3 separate regions of the Mus musculus genome follow, and all the other regions are linked to region 1. The links are chromatin contacts, called in public Hi-C and HiChIP or PLAC-seq maps. All regions are on one chromosome and are shown on one strand. Each heading gives the region's core, a stretch centred on a gene start, on an enhancer-like site or on the middle of the called end of the contact. The rest is flanking DNA. Distances are from core to core; before and after follow the strand shown. Region 1 holds the start of Pygb (brain glycogen phosphorylase). Region 2 has its middle 55 kb from the start of Cst10. Region 3 holds the start of Fam110a (family with sequence similarity 110, member A).

Evidence for each region. Hi-C and Micro-C count contacts between places; a contact is called where the count stands out from the background. HiChIP or PLAC-seq counts read pairs in DNA pulled down with a chosen protein or histone mark.
Region 2: a contact with region 1 is called in an H3K4me3 HiChIP or PLAC-seq map of pro-B cells, with 6 times the contacts expected there. The contact joins the enhancer-like site here to the promoter of Pygb in region 1. A contact is called at or near these places in 4 of 39 promoter capture datasets (the 3T3-L1 cell line, hippocampal neurons, liver and 1 more), 2 of 484 Hi-C or Micro-C datasets (both in B cells) and 2 of 115 datasets of contacts at active chromatin or transcription factors (large pre-B cells and pro-B cells).
Region 3: a Hi-C map of B cells shows a contact between it and region 1, with 9 read pairs. The contact joins the promoter of Fam110a here to the promoter of Pygb in region 1. A contact is called at or near these places in 2 of 39 promoter capture datasets (embryonic stem cells and pre-B cells), 1 of 484 Hi-C or Micro-C datasets (B cells) and 1 of 115 datasets of contacts at active chromatin or transcription factors (pancreatic cancer cells).

Annotation. Positions count from the first base shown.
Region 1 is chr2:150,784,839-150,790,009 of GRCm38.p6, reverse strand. It overlaps Pygb (brain glycogen phosphorylase), which reads right to left and starts at 3,214. Exons shown (of 20, transcript NM_153781.1): 1 at 2,900-3,214. The coding sequence starts at 3,142. Gm30141 (a long non-coding RNA gene) reads left to right here and starts at 3,258. Exons shown (of 3, transcript XR_375102.4): 1 at 3,258-4,039.
Region 2 is chr2:149,348,100-149,353,270 of GRCm38.p6, reverse strand. No RefSeq gene overlaps it. Among named protein-coding and RNA genes, the nearest start is that of Cst10, 55 kb to the left of the region's middle. Within about 2 kb of position 2,825, at least 3 of the 459 cell types and tissues checked have an H3K27ac peak or open chromatin away from gene starts, as enhancers often do. A contact at or near this core is called in pro-B cells, where this site is marked.
Region 3 is chr2:151,978,168-151,983,338 of GRCm38.p6, reverse strand. Fam110a (family with sequence similarity 110, member A) reads left to right here and starts at 3,120. Exons shown (of 2, transcript NM_146127.3): 1 at 3,120-3,346.

The sequences.
Region 1 (5,171 bases), core at 1,965-4,464:
CTGGTCTACAAAGTGAGTTTCAGGACAGCCAGGGCTATACAGAGAAACCCTGTCTCGAAAAAAAAAAAAACAAACAAAACAAAAAAACAAAAAACTAAGAGCTGCCAAGGTGACTCAGCAGCTGAAGCTACAGCCATCAACCCAAGCCATTAGCATGCCCAGGACCACATGCCTTCTGCACATGCAAAGAACTGAATTCTCAAAGTTCTCCTCTGGCCTGAACACAGATTTTGGTAGGATATGCACCTGCCTCATACATACGTGTACACACACACACACACACACACACACACACACACACGTTTTACATATAATAAGAAATAAGTTAGAAAAAAGCCCCAAATGTTTTTGCCAGTGCAGAGAAAGGATGCAGAAAACAAACTGAGCCACGCTTCCAATGTAATCTGTGAAACTACAGTTAACATGGCCCTGATAGCTCATCACTGTTTTCTAACCTTCCCCTCAGCATGCGTGTGAAGTTGCATATCTGTAAAAGGAGAACTAATAAAAGCACTGCTGTATCAAACAGGCCATCCTGCTTCCAGCCTGAGCCAAGCAGGGTCACATCCCCCAGGCACTCACTGCCAGAGCCTGGGATGGCTCTGACGTGGTTTGTTGGAAGTACATTCTTCACATGGTGCAGAGAGGTGAACTGGCTGACTGTCAGCATCAGTTACTCAGACAAACACTGAAAACCAGGGTATCAAACACCCAAAGCTGGGCTATGCTGGGCTATCTCTCCTGTCTCCTAAATGAGACAGGGGATTGTGCCAAGGGTACCTCAAACTCTGGGGCAGCTGAGTCTACAGGAACACACCATCGTACCTGTTGGGTAGATTGCTGCCCAGAGAGTCATTTCCTTAATCTCTGGACTCACCACAACAGGAGTCCTACAGTGTCCTCCAACTCCTGAGAAATGACCTTGAACTGCAGGCAAAGCTGGATCCCTTGTCATCCACTATTTGAACAACACCAGTGAATCTGAGCAACACAGCTCTTCTACTAACAAGGCATTCTGGGGGAGCCGCTGCTCCTGGCCAGTTTCCCTGGCAGTGATCCCAAGCCCTTGTTGCAATAACCTGTTTTAGCCATTTGGGGCCACTTCTTTAGAAGCTGCCTTGCATACTAACTATGAAGAAGCCCAACTAGCATTCTAACAGCCTGTCCTCAGCATCTTTATTTCAGGAAGGGAAAAAGCCCCAGAATGAGTTTGGAAAGCAATTAATTTTTACTCTTAGCAATTATCAAATATACTTTAATGCCCTATAAAAAAATTACTCTAAAAAGCTCTGTCACTAAGACAGCTGTTGGGTGCCCAGATTTCTTTTTTGTATGTTTGTTTGGTTTGGTTTTTTTGGCTTTTTTTGTTTGTTTGTTTGTTTTTCAAGACAGGGTTCCTCTGTATAGCCCTGGCTGTCCTGGAACTCACTCTGTAGACCAGGCTGGTCTTGAACTCAGAAATCTGCCTGTCTCTGCCTCCCAAGTGTGGGGATTAAAGGCGTGCGCCACCACCGCCCAGCTGGGTGCCCAGATTTCTATGGCAAATCAGATCATCACTAACTGGCCCCAGATAGGCAAGAGTTTTTTCCTTGCTAGTTTTCACTCTGTCTTAATACAAGATAGGCAGAATTCTCCATACCAAATGCAGAGAGAGAGAGAGAGAGAGAGAGAGAGAGAGAGAGAGAGAGAGAGAGAGAAATTCTTGCAACAGGGGATGTGTAAAAATATGATACCTGCATAAGCTTAAAAGCACCAGTATGTATTACTGACCCAGAGCCCTGTTTATGAGTGAAGCCACAAATGGTTTCGGATGAAATAAAAGCCACAAAATTGTGCAGCATACAAATATGCATACCTGTGTATTTAGGAACAGCAATTACCTGGAAACATAAACGGAACAGAATAAGGAGGACTGGGGGACCTGGTGGAGCTGGCACACGCCTTAATAATCCCAGCACTCTGGAGGCAGAGGCTGGTGGGTTTCCGTGGGTTTGAAGCCAGCTTAATTGCACAGAGTTAGCAGTCCAGCAGACAGAGCTGAGAAGTTTTGGGGGTTGGGGTGGTGAGAACTGTCAAAGGCTCCGTTCAGTGTATTTTGTTTTCCTACTAAGAATAAAGGTTTGCAAAACAGAAAAAATGCTACAACTTCTAAAGCAACTTGCTAACAAGTTTTGTCAAGGTGGAAACCTCAAAGGCAGCCTTCCCCACGAGGATTCCATCTTTGAGTTTCGGACCCTCTCCTGTTTCAGGCAGGCATTACAAGTGATTTTCTTCTCATCAGTCTCGGAGTAGGGGGTAGGGTGGGGAGCACGGGGCGGGGCAATTCCCTGCAGATTACTGATCTCACCCCTTTCCGACTCATAAAACTACCGGATCTAGTTCCAGTCCCCCATCTTCTTCGCTCGGGGCTGCAGAAAAACAAAAGGGGGAGGGGAGTGGGGGAGTAGAGGAAGCATGAACTCTGAAGCCATCTCGGAAGTCCACAGCTGGAAAACAGCCGGAAAATCCGCCGGCAAGAGCAGACCCCTAGAGCACTTCTCTGGGATGCGCAACTCCGCCGTGGGCAGAGGCCTGGCTCCATACAGCCAGATTCCAGACAACGTACCGGTGGGGGACTGACTGCGGTGGAAGACAAGGGGCCACTCAAAGCCATACTTAGGGACTGGGGACTGCGGGCCGGGGAGCAGGGGGATGGGTCTCAATTAAAACGAAACCCGAAAGAGAGGGTATGCACCGGTCCTTCGAAGGAGGATGCATAACTCTACTGTCTCTTCATTGGTCGCAGGTGACCGTGGTGCAACAGGGACCAGGCCCGTGGGCGATACTTGGGAGGGGGGGGGGGGCGGGACCCGCCCTGCCCTGGGCTCGGTCTCCCTCCCAGGGAGGGCGGGCTGCTCACCTTGGGGTCCCGCTCATAGTAATGCTGCTGCGTGCGGATCCAGCGGCCCACTAGGTGGTCGCGAACTGTGTGTGCCAGAGCGAAGAAGTAGTCGCGGGGCGTGGCCACATTGCGGTCCTTGACCAGCGTGAAATGCAGGTGTCTGTTGAAGCTCTTCCGCACCTCGGCCACGTCGCCCAGCCCCGCGATGCCACGCACGCTGATCTGCTTCTGCCTCTCACTGTCCGTCAACGGCTTCGCCATGGCGCCAGAAGAGGCAGAGGACAGGGTACGGCCCTGGAGCGAGCAGAGAAGACTCTAGCGCTGGGATGCTGCGGTGTCTCTGGCGCCAAGGACTGCAGCGGAGGCCGGCTCATACGGATTGCGCCTGCGCTTTGCGAGAGGGCCGGGCCCTGTGGATGGGCGTGGGCTGATCTGGAGGCGGAGCCTCGGAGAAAGAGCCCGTCAATCAGGCTGTTTCAGCCGGGAAGAGAACGTGGACGCTCGAGGGGAAATGGTTTATTCCTTTACTGGTGTGTCTGGGGCTGGAAAAACCGGACTGCAGCTTCCCCATACCTAAGATTTACCACTTTTATGAGGCAAAAGTAGAAACCGAACCAGTGGCTGCGCCTGCCACACTGGAAGGCAAACTCTTGCCATTCAGGGACTTCCTGGAGTTTCCGGGGCTGCAGGGACTGGCTCTGCACAGAATCACCAGATGCCCTTTTTAGGACTGCATTGGGTGCTCAGGTGTAGCTGAGCTCTGTTAAACGTTCAGAGAAGTGTGCACACGCTTGACAGACAGCCCCCAATACCTGCTGGGACTCGTCGCCAAGCTGACAGGTGGTTCTGAAAACACACGCAAGAAAAAAACGTTGTTTGTGCAAAAACTAAAAATTCATAAGTCATATCAATGTTTGTGCCTCCATGACACCACTTCAGCTCTGGAGAACAAACTGCATGGAACTCCTCAAAATACAAATCGCCAGTCTAGGCTGCAGTGACAAACACAAAAAATCTGCTGCAAATTAAGTATACAGCATTCTCTCCAAGGATGGGCAGAGGCTACTATCAATCACAACCTTTCTGGTTGTTAAAGAAAAATTCCATCCAGAAAGAAGTCAGCCATGCACAAGGAGAAGAAGGAGAAACATTTCATTGGTGAGCAGGGAAGCAAGCTGAGGTTCTGAAAGGGTTTAGGCCAGCCCAAATTTCTTACCGTTTATAGGTCAGGAGGCAACACTGCCTGCCTAGGGGACCATCTCAGAGTGGTCTCTGAATCCCTTAATCATTAAGGGAGTTTAGTTAGGAGTGTTTACAGCAACATAAATTGCAGAAACAAATGGTTTTATATAAGAATACATTATAATTTCAATAATATGTATCAGGCAGGTAGCAATAAAAAGGCATACAGGAATTGCAAATAACAGTAGTCTTGGACTGTAAAAGAACTTTTCTCTTAGCAAACTGTAAGAGGAGGTTCAGCATGACCTTAGTCCTCTGTGACAACCTTCCCTTCAGGCAGTTTTGGCAAATGTTTGTTTTCCAGATAAAGGGTGGGTGGTTTTTTTTTTTTTTTTTTTTTTTTAACAAGGCAGGACTCAACCTACCTAAGTAAAACTTTAATCCAATTGACTCCTACATAACCAGACACCAAGCTATCATAAAATTATACAGACATACATTCATACATGAATATATATAGTTTTTGAAGGAATACCCTATAGCTAGAGATCAGCCTCTCTGACAGAGACACATAACCCTTCACCATATGTGGGGAGCAGCTTTCAAAGCTGCCGCTTGGCACTCTTTCCCAGGGAGCTCTGGGATGAGACCCTCTGGTCATCGATATACAGTGCTGCCTCCTGTAAACTCCCTTGGCCCCAGAAGAACTGCCTTCCCTTGTTGTGGAGACGCTTTCCCCACATAGTGAGGTCAGTGACTTGCCTTCATTTGCCTCTTTAGGTTAGCTGATGGGGATGCAGACGGTCCTGCTTATGGAGATAAAGGTTGCCACAGGGGATGTCATAAAAGTCCAGGTGTAGGACTGGAGGTGTAGCTCAGTAATAGTGTGGTTTGCACAATGGATACCCTGCATTCCAGTGCCAGTTCTAGAAAAGGCAAATTAAGTTGTTCCTGGTTTGATGATTCCAAAGTTAATTTACCTCAACCTCTACTCAGTGGCAGACTTCTTGGGAGACAACACACTGGAATGTTTTCCCCTACTCTTGCTCTGATTTGGAATTCATTCCACACTTTTTCCTTGGGATTCTCAAGTCAGCAAGATCAAATT
Region 2 (5,171 bases), core at 1,576-4,075, 1.4 Mb after region 1:
TGACTGGAGCCATCCTCTTTGGAGGCAGGTAGAGCTTGTCTCCTTGGAAGCAGGCAATACTGTCTCTGGTTAGGTTGGGCCTCTTTTGACTTTGGTTAGAACTGGTCTTCTATGTCCCTGGTTACTGAAGACCTCCTGAGAGGCAGATAGGCTGTAGGTCTGGGAAGGGTATGGGTGCTGATATGGCCTGGGTGGAAAAGAGGTCCAGAGGAAGGCAGACCTAGGCAGGGTGGGTGGGTTCTATATCACCTTGGATCTGTGTTTGATTACTGAGGACCTCCTGGGTGGCATGCAGGCTTCAGTGTGTGGGCAGGTATCAGTCAGCTGATCTGACTCAAGTAGAAAGCAGATCAGAAGAAAAGTGGAGCTCAGGGGATGGGGAGGGGGTCTGTCCCATATCAGCTGGGTCCCTGGTTATCCCAGCTGGTGTGCATATTTGGGCAAGATTTTCACCTGTGTCTTTGGTTACTGAGGATCTCCTGGGAGGCACACAGGCTGTAATGTGTAGGCCCCATTTCCTCTTTATCTTCAGCCAAGTTCTTTGGACAGGGGTAGATGGTAGCCAAATTATTTAATAAAACAGCACAGGAATGGCCTCTAGCTTAATTGTTAATATTGTTCAAATCTTAAACCTCTTGAGCTGGTAGTCTTCAGTGCACTTTGCTCTCAGCACTACTATGTTTTAGGTTCCTATCAGAATGGTCTGATAATTTTGCTCAAAGCATCAAAACACTTTTCTAGTCCAAAGTGTCAAGGTCTTCCACTTACTTCAGAAAAACTATACAGTCAGGTTCTGTTCCTACTCTTGGTACTGACTTCTGTTTTGGTTATATTTCTGTTGTTATGATACTGTCACCCAAAGTGACTTAAGAAAGAGAGAGTTAATTTGGACTTAGTGATCCAGAGATATTAGACACTTCTGTGGAAAGAACATTTGGCTCTAAACAACATGTATGGAGGCAGGTGTTGGAAGCTGAGAGATCACACCTTCTGCACACATGAAGCAGAACAAGTGAACTCAAAACAGACAAGCATATGACTTCTCCATGTCAACTCTAAATATTATGCTTCTTCCTGTGATGTTATACCCTTTCCCAAACAGTACCAACAACGAGTTTAGATACGACATCCTAAGGAGGACATATATCATTCAAACCATCATAGCAGACACTTTCCACTTTTCATACAACATATAATGAATTATTATAACTTTTAAAATCCTTTTTATTATATATTTTCTTCATTTACATTTCAAATGCTATTCCCTTTCCTTTCACTGATAAGTGGATATTAGCACAGAATTATTATGCCTTTAAGACACTGAACTCACGTTAGTATATAAAGTTGGAAAAATTTGGGGACTTAAGTGATACATTAAACTCCCAGGCAGTTATTTACTTCCTAATTGAAATGAATATATATGATTCTGGAAAGATGGCTTAGTCAATAAAATGCTTGCTTTAAAAGAATGAGGATCTGAATTCAATTTGCAGAACAGTTTAGTGCATCTCTCAACTGTGCTCAGAGAAGCTTCTTTATACAGTAGATTGCAATTATCACAGAGACCCACAGTTGGTGAAGGTGAAGAGAATAGGGTTATGGAAACTTAGCCTTATAGGGAACATCTTCAGAACAAGGGACTCAGAAATTCTGTTTTTATTAATCATTTATGTGCTTTGGTCTCTCTCCAGTTCTGGTATAGTGTGAACTTGGAATTGTTTTTCTCCTTAAGTGAACATCTTCCTTGTCTGTTTCCCTTTCTGTTACTATCCATGTGCCTCAGTTCAAATCTTTGTTCCAGGGCATAATAACCTGGAAATATTACTGACTTCAGTTATGCACCTGTAACAGTGAGACCAGAAGCTATGTGGTACTACTCCTGACATTTTTCAAGAATGTTTTGGCTACTTTTGTTACTGTTCTTTTCTTCTCCCTTTCTCTAGACTTTTCAGCAATCCTGGTCATATTCAGTGTGGATTTCTGTGGCTTTTTCATACTTTCTGTCTTTAGAACAGCTTCTCTTCTTTCTTATTCTGACTCTTCCACTACACTCTGTTATATAGAAATACCATATGCCCAGAACACTAGAAGTTTGAAATGATAGTTAACTCCATAAACCAACTGAACACCATATTTGTCGTGATTAGATCAGCTGAAATCTCCAGATGAAAGGAAATGTATAGATAGGTGACTCATACTCCAAGACAGGGACAAGAGATCCTAACAAACGTGGAAATACCCCACTTTGTTCTCACAAAGGGCACACATAATTGTCGTACTGAGGACAATTGGAAAACATTAACATTGATTAGCAGAACTACCAAGTGCTGTGGAAAAGCACTGGGAAATAAGTGCTTTGTCACATAGCTTTTAGGGAGAACTCTAAACATAAAAGCAGCATTTTATAAGCAGTTTCTGCAAGGGAATATGAGGTTTTGAAAAAATGTAAACTATGATCTCTCTCTCTCTCTCTCTCTCTCTCTGCTACTCTGAGAAGTTCCTGTCTTTCACTGTGGTTAATTTTACACTACTTACATTTACTGAAAGTTCTCATTGAGGACTTCCTGGTGGATCTAGGAAAAGAAAGAAGTTGTGGTAGGGGAGGGTACTGCCATCTGCAAATACATGCTATGGTTATTGAAGCCTAGTATCACCAGTTATCCCAGAGAAGCACTGGCAGATATTTAGACAGATACCTTCTGTGACTGTAAGAAGTCACCAGGGCATGTTATATAGCAAAGCTCCACCATTTACAGTAAACCCCGATTGCTTCTCATACGTCGAGGTGAGATGGATTGTGAGATCTGGAGACAGGGGTTCATGAGAAGATCAAGGGTGCCATCTGGTGGTCATATGTGTAAGTTCCAGGTGCAGTTCATCCTGGGGACTAGTTCTGAAAGGATTATCAGCAGTTCTTCTGGGTCTTGCAAATCATTTGACTGTGGATTCAGAACATGCCCTGCAGAATCTTGAGTTACTGCCCCTTTGTGGGCCAGGAGACATTGACAAGTATTGAGCAGGTAGTGTGTAAAAGCAGGAAGATGCAATAAAGGACAGCAAAATGCATTAATTCAAAACAATTATAGATATTTATCATGAGATGAACACCTTAAGTAATTTAGAAGAGTGGAGGAGGCCCCAATTGTTATCTCTGAATTATTAGTTATTGACAGAATTTTTAAAATTTTATTTATTTATTTATTTTCATTACTTTTTTAATTTTATTTTTATTAGGTATTTATTTCATTTAATTTCCAATGCTATCCCAAAAGTCCCCCACACGCTCCCTGACCCACTCCCCCACCCACCCACTCCCACTTCTTGGCCCTGGCGTTCCCCTGTACTGAGGCATATAAAGTTTGCATGAGCAATGGGCCTCTCTTTCCAAGATGGCCGACTAGGCCATCTTCTGATACAAATGCAGCTAGAGACACGAGCTCTGGGGGGTACTGGGTAGTTCATATTGTTGTTCTACCTATAGGGTTGCAGATCCCATTAACTCCTTGGTTACTTTCTCTAACTCCTCCATTGGGGGCCCTGTGATCCATCCAATAGCTGACTGTGAGCATCCACTTCTGTGTTTGCTAGGCCCCGACATAGGCAAACAAGAGACAGCTATATCTGGGTCCTTTCAGCAAAATCTTGCTAGTGCATGCAATGGTGTTAGCATTTGGAAACTGATTATGGGATGGATCCCCGGATATGGCAGTCTCTAGATGGTCCATTCTTTTGTCTCAGCTCCAAATTGTGTCTCTATAACTCCTTCCATGGGTGTTTTGTTTCCAATTCTAAGAAGGGGCAAAGTGTCCACACTTTGGTCTTCATTCTTCTTGAGTTTCATGTGTTTCACAAATTGTATCTTATATCTTGGGTATTCTAAGTTTCTGGGCTAATATCCACTTATCAGTGAGTACATATTGTGTGAGTTCTTTTGTGATTGGGTTACCTCACTCAGGATGGTGCCCTACAGGTCCATCCATTTGCCTAGGAATTTCATAAAATCATTCATTTTAATAGCTGAGTAGTACTCTATTGTGAAAATGTACCACATTTTCTGTATCCATTCCTCTGTTGAGGGGCATCTGGGTTCTTTCCAGCTTCTGGCTATTATAAATAAGGCTGCTATGAACATAGTGGAGCATGTGTCCTTCTTACCAGTTGGAACATCTTCTGGATATATGCCCAGGAGAGGTATTGCAGGATTCTCCAGTAGTACTATGTCCAATTTTCCAAGGAACCAACAGACTGATTTCCAGAGCGGTTATACAAGCTTGCAATCCCACCAACAATGGAGGAGTGTTCCTCTTTCTCCACATCCTCACCAGCTCTCCTCTTGCAGGGCAGGTGGACAGATATCTGGCACTTGGACCTGCATCCTGGCAGAAGATGAAGGCCCGAAACTGGGCTTGTCCCAGAATCTGTGTAGCTTCTGTAGTCCAAACTCTCACCTATGCAGACTAGTCTTGGTGGGATCCGGAAACCAGGATGGCTCCCCCAGGTGCTGTGGCAAAGCCTTCCTGTGCGGTGTGGACACCTCTGCTCTGGCAGGGAAGGTGCCTGGATGTCTGGAGCCTGAAATGGGGTCTGCTTCAGAAGGTCTGTGGCTTCTGCCTGTCCCAGAAGCTGTTAGCTTCTGTAGTCCACACTCTCACCTGCACAGACTAGTCTCAGCGGAATCTGGGCACCAAACCAATTATTTATTTTAAGAAGACTAGCACTTATCATCAAGAAGATATGCTTGGAGTATAGACTGGGCAGATTTAGATTTATTCCCATTAGACAAGCAAAAATACCTAAAATTATTATTACAGGTACATGATTATGTTTGATCAACCCACATTTTTCAAATATATTTCTTTTTAGTTACCCAGTAGGTTTCAATATAAACTCTGTCATGACCCTTGTTTATACCTTATAAGTCTTGTCTGTATATCAGATATAGCTTGAGTAAAGTAAAATGAAATATTCTGACCATCAAAATCTCAGAAAATCCAGCAATCATGGAATTATTTCACTTGGTTAAAATACTAGGTAGATCCAAAAACATGAAACCATGGTTTAAATTTTCTTCTTTTTGTTAAAAAAATTAATTTTAATTCTTTTTAGTATTATGAAGGAAGTTGTGTTTCTCTCTCTCTCTCTCTCTCTCTCTCTCTCTCTCTCTCTCTGTG
Region 3 (5,171 bases), core at 1,871-4,370, 1.2 Mb before region 1:
GGCAGGGCAGAGATAGGAGGCTCATAGCACTTGCTGGCCACCAGCTGAGTCCCAGGCTCAATGAGATGTCTTATCTCAAGAGAACAGGATGGAGAGGGCCAGGTGGATGACCAGGCTTAGATCCCTAGAACCTACAAGATAGAAGGAGAGAACTGATTTCTATACGTTGTCCTTTACCTGTGCATGCACACTGGTGAGTGCACTTCCCTGCCCCCAGGAGAAAATGCAAAAACATAAACTAAAATCAAAAGAGAGTAAGGCAGAGGTAAGAGGCCATCTGTGTGTCTGATCTATATAACAGGCTCTGGGAAAGCCAGGGCTACATAGAGAGAGCCTGGAGAGAGAGAGACAGAGACAGAGACAGAGACAGAGACAGAGACACAGAGAACAGGATACCCAAATTCCTCTTCTAGTCTCTGTGTACACATGTCCTAAACACACGTGTGTAAATATAACTTTTATTCTCATGTAGTAATTATCTGAGAGGATTACTGTCTCTATCTGCTAACCTAGGCATAGTCCCAAAAGCTTCTAGCCTTTGAACAATCTTATCTAGGCCTAGAATGTTTTCAGCCTGAGACTTGCTGTTGAATAAGCTCACCCTTTCTTGTTCCTTCTTAACTCTGGCTGGCTGGTTAACTCAGCTGTTCTGGCTCAAATTTCTCTCTAAGTTGACTGATTCATTCTCTCTCTCTCTCTCTCTCTCTCTCTCTCTCTCTCTCTCTCTCTCCCTCCCTCTCTCTCTCCCCCTCTCTCTCCTGAATTGCTTAGCTTGGCCTCATGTTAATTCTAGAAATCTGTTCTAATCTTTGGCTCCTTTTTATTCTCTGGCTCATTGTATCTATCTCCATCTGTGTCTAGCTTGTTCTCTCTTTAACCTGTCTCCGTACAACTGTCCTGGTCAAACTGCCTCCTTCCTCTCTCTGCAATGCCCCCAAGTATCTTCCCTGTCCTCTCTCTTCTCCTGAGAGTTGGGCATATCCTATTCTGTCAAATCTTTCTCTGATTCATCACTTTATCTGCCGCTCAACTAGACATCACTTTCAAACATCGATGCTTCCTTCTACAAACTAACTTCACCTTTGTTGTTTGGCATTAAAGGTGTGTGCTAAGGGCTGAGCCACACCACAACTAGAGACAGATTTTTTTTTTCAGTAACTAACACAGTCTGGGGGTTCACAGTGTGATCAAATATCCTGCAATACACATGTATGAATGCATCACACACACACATACAAACAAAAGTTTAAAAAATTCTGTGACAGTTCAAGACTTGGAAATTTGCAAATGTCACAGAAGTATGAATAAGAAGCTAAGTGCTGAGAGGCAGCATCTTTCCTGCAGGTTAGCTTTCACAGAGCCAGAGGTGCAGTGTAGGCTGCTGGGAGAGAAGAGATGTCAGCAGTCTTACCCAGATGTGAATCCTCTGAACTGCAATAGTGACCAGCAAGGCACAAATGCTTTCGTGGTAGCCAACAGCGTTTTGGTTGGACTTACAGCTTGTTCCACAGGAGGATGTGCATGTCTGGTATTGCAAATCTGGCCAAGAACCCATGGTTAGGGAGCCTACTGGTCCCAGGGTGAACCTACTGCTATTATTTGCTAAATGGTCACACTATCAAACTGCCTTCTAAATTCACTCTATATCCATAAAACTAATGCAGCTTACAGACGCCATCAGAGAAGGTTTTCTGTGCCATGGACAGCACAACTGGTCGAGGGGCTGGGAATAAGAGTCTGTGGAGGGCTCTGCCACCGGTGTGAAATATGTATCAAATCAGGACGGAAAGACTGTAAGAGCCAGAGGTCAGAGAGGACCAGAGTAAAACAGACTCTTGTGGGCACTTCAGGGCCACTGCGCCGGCAAACCACAGCAGCTGTGGTTGTCTGTACATGATCAAGCCAGTTAACATTTCAGTACAGAGAGGGGAGAGGCTATGAGCCCCCACTGGAGGAGCTAGTTAGTTATAGCTGAATGTTTCTGGGGGAAGGAAAGTCAGTTTTTTAAAGGGTTGCAGCAGATTAGACTTGGTGCCTTTTAAAAAAACAAAAACAGGAGGAAGAGAGGGTGGGTGTAGGAGGAGTTAAGGGGAGAGAGTGCGGTAAATACGACTAAAATACACTGTGTTTATGTATTAAATTCTCAATGAATGAATAAAAGTATTATCTTTTAAGTGTAAAGGAATTAGTTGCTGTTTGTTATTGTAAATAGGCTATGTTTATTTAAATAGTATGGTTATGTATTTAATATCTATCTATGCTGTACAGAGAGTTTTGAAGTATGCTTAAAACATGACACTTCCTTAGCATTCTCCCATTGTTCTTAAATGTCGTTTAATCTAATCGTTGTAAGTTAATGCATGGTATTCCCAGCTGGAAAGCGGCGTTGAAGGTAGGTACCTCAGAGCTGGGTCATGAGTCCTGACAAGAATTATGTAGAAAGCTCGATTCAGCTTCTTTCCCAGGATCGACGTCTATAATTGATCTGGTTTTGATAAGCACAGTGGGAGCTACGGGTGTGCCCGTTTGAGGATTGACTTGCCATTTCAGGTTAGGGGAACAGAGAGGGAGAGAGGATTGTGGGTAAACACACAGAGAGGTAGCTGCTGAGTTGGAAGTAGGGCCTAGTTTGGGGGGTGGTCACTTAGTACCAACTCATGGGGAGACTTAAGTCAGGCAGCAAGTGTGAGGACTACTTGGGCAAAACGCATGAATTCCGAGTCAGCCTGGGCAACTTGGTGAGACCCTGCCTCCAAAGAAAAAAGTGAAGGGAGAGAAAGCTAGGTATGGCATAGACCTATAATCCTAGTACTAAGGAGGTTGTGGCCAGCCTGGGCTAGGCTAGTTATGTGTGAAGGCCCTGCCTCAAAACCCCAAAAATATTGGTACTAGTGCCTGTGCAAAACCAAGCAAACAAATTTGGGACTAGTAACTCTTGCAGCTGGAGACCGAGGAAGTCCAGCTGGAAGAGAAGAAAGGTCTGCCAAGGCCTGGGCAGCCGGAAGGCCAAGCGGCCAGCTGGGCTCCGGGCAGCAGTCGCCCTGCTGCATCTGCGGCTCCTGATGTTGCCTGGCAACCCGGGTGGCGCGCCGTTCGAACGGAAGCGACGGGCCAATCAGGAAGTCCGGGGCGAACCATTGCAGCAACGGGGACGGCGGGCTCACTTCCCTTTCCTCTGGGGCCCCAGGGACGTTCTCCCGGAGGGAATCGTGGGACAGCCAGGGCGTCCCACTCGGAAGAGCTCGCCGGTCTTCACACGTAGTAGCCTTCTCAGGTCTGCAGGGACCACCAGCTGTCAGCCTCGGCAGCCGGCGAGGAGCGGGATTCCTCTGGACGTGGGCTGCAGGTGAGCATGGGGGTAGGAGGCGGAGGGTCCCGGGGCAGTGCCCACGCATTAACCCGGGCAAGAGTCTCAGTACAGGGGGTCGACAGAGGAGAGTTCGTGTCTAGTGTCCAGCCCAGGGGGCCAGCAAAGGATCCAGGCTGTTTCCCTTTCCCACTCTGCAGTTCCCGCTCCTGGCCGATCAGAGGAACCCCGCGGGTTACTCTTTAAGGGGCTTATTGGGAAGACGTGGCTCAGGGGATCCCAGGGCTAGGCTACCCGTGCCCTACCGGCCCTTGGAGTTCCCCTTCAGGACATATACCATTCCCTCCCCATTCGCAACTTTTCTGCCTTACAGGGTTCTACAGAGTCCCAGTTCCCAGTGCTGCCCTCTCAGAGGGCCTCCCTGGGTTGAGTCCCTAGGACTGCAGGGCAGGGTTGAGTCCCTAGGACTGCGGATCCAAAGGCCTTGGAAGTCATGTGGATGTGTGTGTGTGTGTGTGTGTGTGTGTGTGGTACCTCTAAGCCAGAGTTGCTGGAACTGGACTTGAGAGTTGGGTGCAGGGTCAGACCCTCCCAAGTAGAGCATCTAATTTAGGCTGGACTCTTACCTACCCCCCTGTTGTTGATCTCGTTTCGTAGGTGGGGAATCTGAGGTTCTGTGAAGTTGAGGCTGTTGCTCAAAGGCACAGACTTAACTATGCAGAAGTCTTCAGTCCTTGACACAGGGAATCACCGACTCGATGGAGGATCTCTTATGAAGGGAACTACTCTTCCTCTGAGCCTCATTCTGGCTCTGGGGGAGCTGTGCTTGTCCATCTGTCTTTGTGTCATGCTCCCTACTCCAACTCTTGTATGGCCCAAGCTGGCCTCAATCTTACTATGTATGACCAGGCTGGTCTTGAACTCTCCGTCTTCCTAAATCTGCCTCCTCGGATGACAAGCATGTGCCACTGGCACACCAGTTCTGTGCCATTTTCGGGATAGAACCCAGGGCTTGGTTTGTGCTAAGAGAGCAATCTACTAGATGAGTTACACCACTGCCTCATTTCTTTCCACGTCGTCTAGCTTCCTGTAGCCTGATCTCTCCCCGAGTGTCCTGTTTTTCTCAGTAGCGTCTGTTCCATATTATGCGTGAGGTGTCTTATTAAGCAGTTTATTATCTTCCCCAGTGGAATGTGTCGGGCAAATGAGATGCTTAGCACAGGCACAAAAATGTCAGGGTGGCCGAAACTTGCAGAATCAAGATGATCAAAGCCAACATCTGTTGGCCATTTGCTGTGTATTGTGCTGGGGGTGGAGCAGGATAGGGTGGTGTCACTCAGGTGGACTCTGGCCAGCAGAGCCAGCATAGGCATTGTTATGAGCACACACACACACACTCTCTCCTCCAGCTACCTCACTTTAGGCAAAATGACAGGTGCCTCCGTGCTTCAGTGATTTGCAGCAAGCAAGAACTGGACAGACGCAGAATGGCCCTCAGTAAGGACTGATGGGAAATAATCCGAAACTCCTTAGATACTTTTGTGGCACCAAGAGGAACATAGATGACTAGCAAAGGGTCTGGGTGAGAATTACACACATAGCATGATGCGCTTTGCAATCCTGAACCCTGACTGTGGGCCAACTAATTGAGAAGACACAGACATAGTGATTACATCTACAGAAAGTTATGAGGTCACTGCCCTGCCTGGGGTTTGTCATTGGCTGTGTGAGTTTGGGCAAGTTTCTTCACATTTCTGAGCTGGGGTAAAACACTGCATGTGGAGTTCAGGCCTAGGCAGGACAGGAAGTGGGTGTGGCCACAGGCCTAATTCAAGCCTCACCTTCCTATCCTGGGTCAGGCAGG